Linked DNA regions of Mus musculus: region 1 is linked to region 2. A link is a contact called in public Hi-C data. All regions are on one chromosome and are shown on one strand. The core of a region is the stretch at or near the end of the contact, and the rest is flanking DNA. Distances in the headings are between cores, read along the strand shown. Region 1 has its middle 14 kb from the start of Gm30632. Region 2 overlaps Asap1 (ArfGAP with SH3 domain, ankyrin repeat and PH domain1).

Region 1 (6,703 bases), core at 3,130-5,629, 340 kb before region 2:
GGATACAGAAAATGTGGTACATCTACACAATGGAGTACTACTCCGCTATTAAAAAGAATGAATTTATGAAATTCCTAGCCCAATGGATGGACCTGGAGGGCATCATCCTGAGTGAGGCAACACATTCACAAAGGAACTCACACAATATGTACTCACTGATAAGTGGATATTAGCCCCAAACCTAGGATACCCAAGATATAAGATACAATTTCCTAAACACATGAAACTCAAGAAGAATGAAGACTGAAGTGTGGACACTATGCCCCTCCTTAGAATTGGGAACAAAACACCCATGGAAGGAGTTACAGAGACAAAGTTTGGAGCTGAGACGAAAGGATGGACCATGTAGAGACTGCCATATCCAGGGATCCACCCCATAATCAGCATCCAAACGCTGACACCATTGCATACACTAGCAAGATTTTATCGAAAGGACCCAGATATATATACATATATATGGAAATTAAGGCACAGAAAAGTAATGCCTAACAGTGTACCATTAGTAAAGAAATAAAGGGTTTCAGTGCCCACATGTGCTACAGGAATAAACAGTATACAAGTTTTGATGGTTAATATTGTCATTTCTATGGAATTTTGAATAATGTAGGCGATAAACATCTAGGCATGTGACAGAGTTTCCAGAGGTTTAACTGAGATGGAAAGACTTGGCCTCAGTATGGGTGTGTCACCATCCCTGGGCTGAGGGCCAAAATGAAGGGAGGAAGGAAAAAGAGAGAAAGGAGAAAGAGAGAGGGGCGGGAGATAGAGAGATTTGATATTGTATGGGCATTCATCTCTCTCTTCTTACATCCTGTAGGTGCACTGAGACCAGGTCCTTCATACTCCTGTTACCATGACTTCCCCATAACAAGGATCTCTCAAACAGTAAGCCAAAATAAACTCCACTTCTTTGTGTTGGTTTTGACAGGTATTTTGTTCCAGCGACAAGAGAAGTAGCTAGCCCAAGAGTCAACCAGATGTCAACAGCCACAGTTGAACAAAGTGGGGAAACCAGGGAAGATGAGAATCTCAGATAGGGACCAGAAAGTGCAGCCATTAAAAGAGTGGCCAAAATGAACACATAGAATAGAAGCAGGCAATTACACGCTGAGATGAAGAAGAGCAACCCAGGCATACACCCCATGGTACTCAGGGACCAAGTGAAAGGAAGCCAGAGAATAAGAAGGCTTGGGGGGGGGGGGTTGTGGATAAAGGCAGTGCCAAGTCAGGCCCTATAAATAAAATAAGGGGCATGGGGCTGGACAAAGATGAGCTAAGCATCAACTGTCTGGGGAGAAGTGTAAAGATCTCCTAGCAAGGTCACCTGGGAACAAGTCAAGATGTGAATGCTGCAAAGATAAGAAGCACAAATGCTGAGGACAGGCTGCCTGGGTTCAGACCCTTGTTTCCCTCTATTGTGCAAATTACTTACCCTCTCCATCCTTTTGTATGAGGAAGGGATGGTTATGTGCCCCTATATAAGATGGAACTGAATGAATAAAGAAAAATCTATTGCAGCCCAGCCTCATCGACAGCAGTCTACAAATATTACCCATTGCATCCCCATTGCTACCTTCCCTTGCTGCTAAATACAACCTTAATAAGAGCACTTGGGCAACCCCTGTAATTAAAAGTAATAAAGCTTGGTGCAAGGGATGTGGAAAGCAGAGAAAACGCACAAAGAAAAGAAAGGCAACTGTGCATATTCACACTATCAAAATAAAAATATCATCAACGTTTTGTAGTTTGACATTTCTCTTTCTGATGTATCTCTGTAAAATATATATTTTTTTAATGTTTGTGTGTAGTTCTATAGGTTGCTTTTAAATGTTTTTAATGTTTATGTGTAGTTCTATAGGTTGCTTTTAAAACCTCAACAGCCATCACAAACTAGGTTTTCCAGTGACAAAACTGGCACGGTTTTTGGAGACGTGCACTACAGAACAACACCTGAGAAAAAAAAATGGGGAAAGAAGCAATGGATATGGAATGTAGTCAAACTATGTGTGTGTGTGTGTGTGTGTGTGTGTGTGTGTGTGTGTGTGTGTGTATGTGTGTATAATCTTTTAACCAACTACACTAATATTCTCTCCCAAAAATTCTTGAATGTTTTACTATACATAAAATATTTATCATATATGATACACATATGTATAATACACATACATATAATACACATTCATTTCATACATCTATCCACTATATAGAGAACAGAGTGGGGAAGAAAAATGAAAAGGACGCTGATTTTAATAGAAATTTTGTTCAAAGGACAGAGAGCTTTTCTTTTCTATTTTTTTTTTAAATAGATTCTTCGTATCTACAATATTTCCCAGCCACAGTTTCCCCTCCATCCACTCTTCCTTGCTTCCTTCCGTCTCACCTCTCTGCCACATCTGTTCCCACCCTATTTCCTCTGCAGAAAAGAGCAGGTTTCCAAGAGACAACAACAAAACAGGACAAAACAAAATACAGTAAGACAACGCAAAAGCCTTCATATTGAGGCTGGACAAGGCAACTCAAGTGGGAGAAAAAGAGTCCAAAGAGCAGGATAAAGAGTCAGCAAAACACCTGCTCCCACTTTTAGGACTCACACAAAAACACCAAGCTAACAGTCGTAACATATACACAGAGTACCTGGTACAGACCCATGCAGGCCCAAGGAATGCTGCTTCAGTCTCTGTGAGCCCATATGAGCCCTGCTTAGTTGATTCAGTGGCCCATGTTTTCCTGGTGTCCTCTATCCCTCTGACTCCTGCAATCAATCACAGACCATATTAGCATTGGTTGTCTACACCAGACACCTTCAATAAATCCTTTCACCCAATGCGTTCAGCAAGGCTACACTATGGGCTATGAACTCTACATCACTAAACTGAGCACATACAGTGACTACCATATCTGACCGCCTGATCCTCTAAAGTGAGATCTTCAGCTGGAATGTTAAATGTGTGCTTCTGCGGGATAGAGAAAGGCACATCCAGATTTATTACCCTAGAATGCGAAGGTCATAAATGAGCCTCCAGAAAGACTCACCACTAAATCTCTTTGGCCCAAGACGCTTTGTCTCATCTGCCAGTCATGTCAATAATTCATCTTTTAACCAACTGGGCCAGTTTTGCCCCACCCAAAATTCTTGAATTCTTCAACATTCATAAAAATATTCATAGACAATTTCCCTCAGCCTGGGACTTAACACAATCTAAACCATTTTCATGGGGGAAACTATACTCTAGGACATATATGATATTCTAGAGTGCTCTGTACTTGGCAGAAATAACAGAGCTAACATGTCCATACCTTAGACAATAACTCCAGAGTAAATTAGAGAGCAGCACCCTCACATTATCTTTTCATATTAAATTTAGAATTCTCATGATGTTTATAAAACCTGACTCATTTTGTAATCTCAAAGTATGGCCTTGATTTTTTTCATAGTATTGATCTGAGGATATATCACACATGGTAGCAAGTCCTTCCTTGAAGCGTGACCTGTGCAGCATATCTCCATGTCTGCCTCAGAAATATAGTAAGAACATTTGTCACACCAGAACCTTCTAATGGGTGCATAGTATGCCATTGTCCTTGGTGATCCTAACTAATAGATTTTGATATTATAAGCAATGAATGATACCATGAATTCACTAGTATATTTTATCTCTGCATCCCTCCATGGTTTTTAAGGGTAAATTCTGAAAAGTGGGATTCTAGGTCAATGTATTTAGATATAAAGGCCTTTGATACACAGTGACTAAACCATCCACCATTAAGGTGGGGATGGTGTATACTCTGCAGTGGGAATTGAGCCTATCTGTCTCTCATAGACCCACCACCCTGGATTATTATGACTCCTTTACTTCATTGTTATTCTAATGGGAAAATAAAAGCATTCCCCATGTTTTTAAATACTGTGAGTGAGTATTTTATACATGCTGTTTGGTGGGTTTTAATTCCTTCTCTCCTGATGATTACACACATTCTTCACGTTCTGACGGAGGTTTGTTTTTTTTTTTCCTCCCCCTTATTGATTAGAAAGATTTCTTAAATATACCTGTCCACTCTTGCTGTCATACTCTGCCATTTTTCTAACCAGTCTTTGCCTTTTCTCTCCATCTAGTTTATCATGGCTTTGACATGTGGGTTTTTATCAACTATTAGAGCCAAATTAGTCACTCTTTTCACATTGGACTCAGGCCTTGTCATTACATTTACAGAGCTTGATTTATTTCCTAGTGTCGAGGCAGGGTCATGATTTTTCTTCCTATCAAGTTTAGCCTACTTCCCTTCAACCACAATGACAAGCATTCTGCACCCTTAGAGTCTTCATTACCTCACCCAGAGTTTTAGCTCTTCCTCTTGGCCCTGAGTCAGATGCAAATGTGAGCGGCACTATTCATGCGGCTTCATTTAAGTCATCCATCACCCCTTTTATATTTCTCTAATGATGTTCATTAGGCTTGTCTGAAATGTGGAGCCAAATGGAGCCTTCTCCACCAGCACCACTGCAGCCAAGAGGCCCGGGGATTATGGGAGAAATAGACTCTGCCAACTGGATGCCAGGCTTGATCTAACAAGACTGTTTAGACCAGTGTTTTTCCAGAAACTGCCACGCTAAGGACCTTCACTTAGTGGTCAAAATAATTTATTTGCCAACCAAATTCATCATGAAATGATAAAGAGAATAAATATACAGAAAATGACAATGGGTTTGACCATACATAGGCTAGCAATACCAACTGCACAGATCCTTAGATTCTCGATTAATTTTCTTGAACTTTTGAACTCACATTAGAAACAGTCTGGCCTCTACCTTTCCACCTTCACCAATGTAAACAAAATGTCCCACTCCCCTTTTTGCATCCTGTAAGCTAATTGCAGTATTATGACAGAGACTACCTATATGCCAGTTTATTTATTTAGAAAGTATTTTGCAAACTAATACTCTTATTTCCCTTTGCATGCTAGGAAGCAAAGCCATATAACTCAAGCTCTCAGTCCAAACTTGTAGAGCTTGAAATTATTAAAAGCTGGATTTGAACTCATACCTGTCTGTGTCCAAATCCCAAACAGGTTGTCTCCCCAACTGGTGGCTAATCCCACTGTATTCTTTGATAGCTGACAGAAATAGAAAGATATTTCTAAAGATGACTCCAAGGGCACTTGCTGGGGGATTTTGAATGATAGCTTTTGTTTCCATTTTTACATCTTTTCCTCATGAATACCCACAATCTGTCCTTCCTAGGGATCAATTTTCTTAGGACCATACTCTCCTGTTTCTTCTCCTCGGGTCCATATGTACCTCTTCACATAAGAGATGGGAGAACTGCACCTTCCTATGAACCTTGTCTACTCCAATCTTGCTTATCTCCATCATTTCCTGAGTTTGTGGTTTTACTTGATGAGTCTGAATATAGGTGGACAAACTCACAGCTGACTCTGTCTCTCCTGGCAGGGAACTGACCTTTGCCTTTCTCTGAGCCATCCATCATTCAGTGACATCACTGTGTTTCCTGTGAGCTAGTATTTAGTCTTATATATTGCAGTGGCTTGAAAGGGGATGATCCACATAAGTTCATAGTCTAGAACTCTTGGTCTCCAGTTGATGGAACTATTTGGGAAGGATTAGGGTGTGACCTTTACAGATAAGGTGTATCACTGAGGTGGGAGAACTTGAAGTTTTAAAAGCCCATACCATTCCCAGTTAGTTCTTTCTGCCTCTACTTGTAGATCAAGATAGAAGTTCTCAGCTACTGCATCAGCATCATGCCTGCCTACCTGCTTCTATAATCCCTACTATGATGGTCACAGACTCACCATCTGAACCATATGATCATAAACTCACTCTTTCTTCTGTAAGTTTTTTTGCTCATTTCATGGTGTCTTATCAGAGTAATATAAGGGTAACAAGACATACACTACACTGTAGAACAGCCAGAAAAGCATCATGAGCCTGGCTATACTGAGCTGACCTTTCTGAAGTTCTAACTCTTCCCCCAGCTTATTGCAAATGCTTAGCTTTCTCTGGAAAATCCAGTTCTGAGGATAAATCCTATGGAAAGATTCAAAGCCAAGCAAATGGTTTTTCTGAAGATTAGCAGCAGCTCCAGGTACCAAGAGTAGTGTCGTTATGTCCTATGTTCTGTGTAGTTTGCTTAAATGTTCAACTCAGCTTCTTTCTGAGAGACAGAATAATATGAATCCTTATGTAACCTGAAGCAAGAGCTAGGAAAATGGCCTAGTTGTTTCAATTGCAGAGGACTGAGCCCTGTTCCCAGCATTCACATAGCACATCACAACCACCTGTAATTACAACTCAAGGGGACCTGACACCCTTTCTACGGGCACCAGGCACACATAGTACACTTACATGCAGCTGAAACAGTCAAACTCATAAAAGTGAATGAATCATTATAAATGAATTAACACCCTGAATCTCAAATCCAATAGCAAAAGTTTCTTGAAGCAAATTATAAAACACACCTAAACTATGTCTAAGATGTAGAAAGTAATTAAAAATCATTTCACTCATTCTAACAAACACTGATCCCCTGCCCTAAAGCATAGCACAATACCAAAGTTTATATTAATAAAATATTTGAAGATCTCTTCACTGAAAATTAAAAAAAAAATGAGTTTATGAAATTCATAGAAAAATGGATGTACCTGGAGTATATCATCCTGAGTGAGGTAACCCAATCACAAAAGA
Region 2 (5,912 bases), core at 1,937-4,436:
AATGTAAGCTTCCTCGTGTGCATGGATGCCCTTGAGCTGTATCCGCCAAGAATGTACCACACAGTCACCCTTTAGGTAGGTTTCTGAGTCCTGAACATTTCCATGAAGATGAAATGAAATGTTTGAGAACATGCAGACACAGCCCAAGGAGGAGACCCAGGGCAGCATTTGGCTCTGTTCTCAGTCAGGTGCGTGAGAGCGTGATGCTTTCAGGGAGGTGGCGCTGGGCCTCCTGATGCATACTAAGCCCTGGCGTGCCAGCATACAGGTATCTTAAGTTGTACTACGGTCCTTCCAGAGTCGGCGGTTGTAAAACATGAATAGGTACAGAGATACAGTGATAGAGACATCGTAGAAGGCAAGGAAAATGTAAACCGATGTCACAGAATGGTTTTGTTGTAATCACACATGGCGAATTATAAATGACATGCATGGAAATGAAATTTAAAGTCTAAAAGTTGGTCAAGAACTGATTACTGTTCCAAGTGCTTAGGGCCAGGATGACTTTTTCAAGCCAAGATCCAAGTGTGTGGGCTGTGTCCTTTCCGCTTCCTCATTCGTCTTAAATGTTAGAGCTCCACTTCTCCTTCTGGTGAAGTTGTTCTCCGGTGCGGTCAGAGGAAACAGGGCTTGATTTCCTGGGAGATGTGGAATCATACCTACTGGGGTCTCGAGTTAAGGATGGCCATACCCCTTCACTCCCACACTGCCTTTTCCTTTGTGTAATGTTTCCAGGAAAATTGGCATCCCACTTGAATTCAGTGTTGTCAGATGCCATCAGCATACGATGGGCCCTGGGTTTTCCAGACTTCTCTAGTGCAGCCTTTGAGCTCCAGCTCCATGGCAGTCGTACCTGAGACCATAGGCAAGGTGATCTGGCTTGGAGGCAGTCCCTCCTCAGTGGGAATTCGGATTTTCTACTGTGGACAGCCCTAAGACTCAGAGTGGCTCTCTTACTCTAATTCACTTGAAGAGCTTACTAAGACTTGGGCTGTTGGGCTCCATCCTCAAGAAGCTCTGATAGGTTAGACTTGGAGTCCATCTCTAATGTGTTTTCAGGCAAGAAGACGGGCCCAGGACAGCCAGAACCCCCTGCCCCCGAGTTCTGGAATCCCCTACTGCCATGCCTGCCATGAGAAAGCGGGCTACTGCTTGTTCCTTCAAACCTGCTACCGCACTGGTTTTTGCTTTGATAACACTGATTCGACTTGTAACTTGTGTTACTGATCAAACGTTTGCTGATATAACTGAGTCTTAGTTGCTCAGGAAGCTGAAGCAGGGGGATTTGGGAAAAGGAGAGGAAGGCTGGGGAAGAATGAACAGATGCACACATAAACCCTGGGAAGGTTGCTCGCGCTGTGACTGCTCCTACACCCAGGACCAGGCACTCATGCTACCATCTTATCTGCAGCCCAGGGACTCATAAAGACCTTTTCCTGTCCAGAGCAGCTGGTGCTGATCCGGGGATAGCCACAAGGGAAAAGGCTGGCAGGGCCAGACCTAAACTTGGGAGTTTGTACTTGACTCCAGCTATCAGGAAACAAGAATGGGTTTCTGACAGGAAAGTGATGTGCCCCGATTGTCACTTTAAATGAGTACAGCAAGAGAGAGGAAATGAGAATGGCCTTTGAAGTAAAGCAAATTGCCTTTAATAACCTGACCATCTGTTTCATTCATGCTTTGGCTTCCGTCAAGTTTGCTTAAGCTCTCTGAGCTTGTACCCTCGTTAATCTAGTGAGACTAAGACACATTTTATAGAGTTCTCTCGACCCCAGTAACTTTAGATAACAAAGGCGAAGCACAGTATCCTCTGCTGTTTTAATCAGCAGTTTAATTCAGTGTTACCTAGATGCAACATAACATAATGGGATGCAATGTTGTTTTAAGAGGTGGCCTTGAAGAATGAACAGAAAAGCCAGACTGTAGGATTTACCATGGAGAGCATGTGGTGCAATACTTACAAGCAGTATTTTAGATCCCTTATTCCCTCATTACCCTTTTCTCTTCCATTACTGTTTAGCCTTGCAAATGTGTGTTTAAAAAGAAAAAAATCTAAGAAAATAAACCTAGTTCTGTTTAATTGAGCCCATCTCCTGCCTAGCATTCTACACACGTTTCAGTCCACTGAGTGCATCTCACATAAATGCCTCAAGGGTACAAGAACTTGGTTTTATCATTTGCACCTCAGCAGTGAGGAGAGCAGGCCTCTAAAAGGGTAAGTGGGGGTGACTAGCCCAAGAACACACTTAGCTAGATGTGATAAGGTAAGCCTGGGGCACCCTGGACGCTGAGAAAAACCCTTAAAATCCCAGATAAAGGCAGATAAAGTTAGTGTGGACTTTATTCTGGAGGAAGGAATGCCCTCAGACCAGGAGCAAGCACTCCCTGTTTCCCTTACTGCCCGTGCAATGAAGAACAACGTAAAGCCTTAATCCGATGTGTCAGAAATAGCTGATGACAGTGGTCCTTTGCATCTATATTTGTATAATTTTAGTTATTGGAACATTTTGGGAAACATTTTGAAACATTTGGGATATAAGATAATTTCATAAATAATTTGATGACTTCAAAGCCACACCTGTTTCACGTTTAATGTTTTAACAAGGTACTTTGTAAAAAGCTCTGTGGTGCTGTTCTTAAAAGCAGCCAACTCCATGGACTCATGGTAACCTGGGCTTACTGTTTACAGGAAAGGAAATAGCTTGGAAGCTGAATCTATCAATTTTACCATTGCTGAGCTGAAAGCACAAAGATCCAGGTCATCACTGGCAGGAAGCATTTTTAGAGAGGAAGCAGAAAAAGGAATACAGGGAGGGGCCAGGGCAAGATATAGTTCCCAAGTGACTGCTTCCTCCTTCAGGCCCCATCACCTACATCACCGACTCCCAGTAGTGCCATCGTACCGTGTGTCCATCAGGGAGTAATCCATTCATAGTCAAAGCTTTCATGATTCATTTGTACCCGGAAACTCCTCCATGGACACAGAAAAGATGTGCCTTACTAATCTGTATGTTTTCTAACCTGGTCAGGTTGACAGAATTAACAGTCGCACTGAATAATCAGTAAGCTTAGTAAGATGAGTGAGTTCCAGGGGTGCCTTGTTGGTACCCTCTCTTCCTTATTCTCTGCTCCCCAGACCATTTGCACTGGCACTGGCTAATTGAAGGAAATACTGGGACACCGGAGAGGTTAAACAGTCACTCTTACATAATAGTGATGGTCACGTGCGTCTGTGATTCTTCTCTCTGTGTTACAGTATTCTGGAAAGCAGTCTAGCGATAAACTCTTTAAATTTTCTTTTTCCATTGTGTTTTCTTTTAAAGTAGCCAGCATAATAGAATGATGGATATCATTGTGACATTTTCATACATATATATCATGTATTTTCTTTGCATCTCCCTACTACCTCGCTCAGTTCCCCTTCTTCATTGTTCCCCTTTCTGTCCCCAAATGGTCCTTTCTCCTGCTTCCATGTCACATATGTTCTGTTTCCCTCTGTTGCTTCTTTCCTTTTAGAGGGAAAATTTAAATCTAGATTTGATGTATGAAAAAAAAAATAACCACACACTCAGAATTTGTCTTTCCAATGCTGGCTTATTTCACTTAGCATGATGATCTCCAGGTACCCGTTTCAAATAGCTTTAAGATATTTGGTTACTGCCTAGGGTGTGAAAGAGTTAACACTCTAGACAGAAAACCTAAGTTATACCAGGGAATTGCCGATTTAACTGCGGGAGCTGGCTCATTATTTTAATTGGATTTTCCAAAGTGTTGAGCAAGTCAGCAGATTTGCATTAGCGTTGCTTTGAGAGAAATTGTTTCTTTCTGCAGAGAAGGAGAGAGAGCCGAGGAGCAGAGGAGAGAGCCTGTCAGAATTAGCTAGAGATGACAAATGCAAGCAAATCATGTCCTCGTTAATTAACGCAGCCCCGTGTGCGTGTGGGAGGGGCCGTCGGTAGAGCTGGACTGCTTTCCATTCCTAGGTGGGAAAAGGAGAAACTTCTGCCCTTCTCTAGGAGGCAGCGCTCCAAGGCTCCCAGGGCACAGCTGTGAGTCCAGCAGGGGGCTCGCTCGGGTGTGGGCACTGTGGCATGCGCTGCTCCTGTAAACCTGCTGTGGTCATCCCAAGAGCCTCTCCCCTCAGAAGGAGGGGGTGGGTAAAGTCATGCATCAGTAGACAGATGGGCAAGAGGGTGTCTTCCATGGAAATCTATATGAAGGGGTAAAAAGTCAAAACAGGATACATGTGTTCCCTCCCGCACAGAGCAGGCATTGTTGTAAGTCATCTGCAGGTAGGATAGTGATGGGTTGTTTGTATGGTGCATCATCAAGGCAGTTGGTGAGGAATAAGTGGTTGTTTTTTGTAGAAACCTGTATTAATCACAGTTGTATGTTTAAGAAACCTCTAGTGTACTATGAAAGGATAGATTACAGCTTCCTTGTCTAACTTCGTCCAGATTCCAGGAAGGGTATGAAGTATGGACTGGCAGAGGACAGCCCTTTTGTAAGGAACGGTCTTTTGTCAGGAGCACCCGTATATTTAGCGTGAGCAAGTGTCATCCCCGATGGTGTGTTAAAATGCTGCTTGCTTAATAAGATGGAAATATAAATAGTTGTGTGTGTGAGAATGAGTCTTGCTGTGTAGCCCACACTGACCTCTAATTGGCAAGCCTCCTGCCTCAGAGCAGAACTTCTGCTTCTTGTGGACTAGAATTACGTGAAAGCACTTACCCTAATTGGATTTGATTATCACAGAGAGGGAAAGAATTTGCGAGTTGGGAAAGTTGATGCAGAATAATCAGTAGCATTTTAGTAAAGTGCCATCGAAATGATCCATGGTATATTTTTCCTAAAACATCCCTTAAAGGCTAATGCCGGTGACAGCAGGAAGTCTGCTCCCTCCAGTAGTCCTGGATTCTGTGTTGACTACACTGAAATTGCCAGTGGGGACAGCACTTCACAGTTGGACAGAACTTGCTTGGGTTGTCACATTTTTGAAATATTAAGAAAACGAAAATACTGGAAGAGTCTGGAATCCTAAGACTAAAATCATATAATTCACCTGTCACAGAGCAGCACACTGAGATATCTGGAGGGACAGGTGTTCTCTTCATTGAGTTTTCCAAGGGAGAAACCGTCTGTGTTTCAGTCCCCGCCCCCCTCTTCTCTGCTGTCTTCCTGGTGCCTCTCAGGTCGTTCCCTGTCACCTGTCACCAAGGAAAGGACTTTCTCCTGGGAAGGGAGCTGACTAGAGGTAGTAAATTTTTGTAATTTTTTTTTCCTGTGACTTTTTCCTAAGCTTAACCACTGGGGAAAATCCAGATTTCTAAATTTATAACGTATTGTCTGCTGTTTCATATTATTCCCCAAGAATACGTGTGTAGATGACCACAGTGAAATTCTTAATTCTTGGGGTTTTCCATCAGTGCAGAGCCCCAGCCCAGTGTTTAACCACAGTGATGGCCTTGGTTACTCGGTGTGGTTAGAGCATAGACTTGTTCTTCAGAAGAACCTTCACCTTCAGCACGGACCACAGATTTCATAATGCCCCTGGTGTCTAATGCAGCCTCCGCGTCAAGGTAGCAGCAAGCTTCCATTGTTGCTTCATTCACAAGGGTCTGAGATATTGATGAAAGGGGTCATCTAGGATTGGAAGTTGAAATGTGCTTTTAATCTGTGTTTTCCATGTTGTTTTAAGTACTGTTTCTTCTTGAGCAAACAGTACATTGCTTATTTTTAAAGAATGTTTGAGTATGCATGTGAAAATTGTGCATGTTTGCATATGCGTACCTGTGCAACCTCAGCTGTTGTTCTCAAACGCCGCTGTCTTGTTTGTTGAGGCTGGACAGATCTCATTAGCAGAGGGCTCACCAAGTAGGCTCAATGGGCGGTCACAGAGCCCCAAGGAATCT

The links. Hi-C and Micro-C count contacts between places; a contact is called where the count stands out from the background.
Region 1: a contact with region 2 is called in a Hi-C map of bone marrow-derived macrophages, with 17 read pairs. The contact joins two enhancer-like sites. A contact is called at or near these places in 3 of 39 promoter capture datasets (the 3T3-L1 cell line, the C10 cell line and liver), 2 of 15 datasets of contacts at CTCF or cohesin (the NIH/3T3 cell line and pro-B cells), 43 of 484 Hi-C or Micro-C datasets (the 3T3-L1 cell line, 3T3-L1-derived adipocytes, the AML12 cell line and 29 more) and 6 of 115 datasets of contacts at active chromatin or transcription factors (the NIH/3T3 cell line, astrocytes, bone marrow-derived dendritic cells and 2 more).

The regions. Positions count from the first base shown.
Region 1 is chr15:64,517,062-64,523,764 of GRCm38.p6, reverse strand. No RefSeq gene overlaps it. Among named protein-coding and RNA genes, the nearest start is that of Gm30632, 14 kb to the left of the region's middle. Within about 2 kb of position 4,379, at least 29 of the 459 cell types and tissues checked have an H3K27ac peak or open chromatin away from gene starts, as enhancers often do. A contact at or near this core is called in bone marrow-derived macrophages, where this site is marked.
Region 2 is chr15:64,176,120-64,182,031 of GRCm38.p6, reverse strand. All of the region lies in intron 5 of Asap1 (ArfGAP with SH3 domain, ankyrin repeat and PH domain1), which reads left to right. Among named protein-coding and RNA genes, the nearest start is that of Gm20717, 81 kb to the right of the region's middle. Within about 2 kb of position 3,186, at least 30 of the 459 cell types and tissues checked have an H3K27ac peak or open chromatin away from gene starts, as enhancers often do. A contact at or near this core is called in bone marrow-derived macrophages, where this site is marked.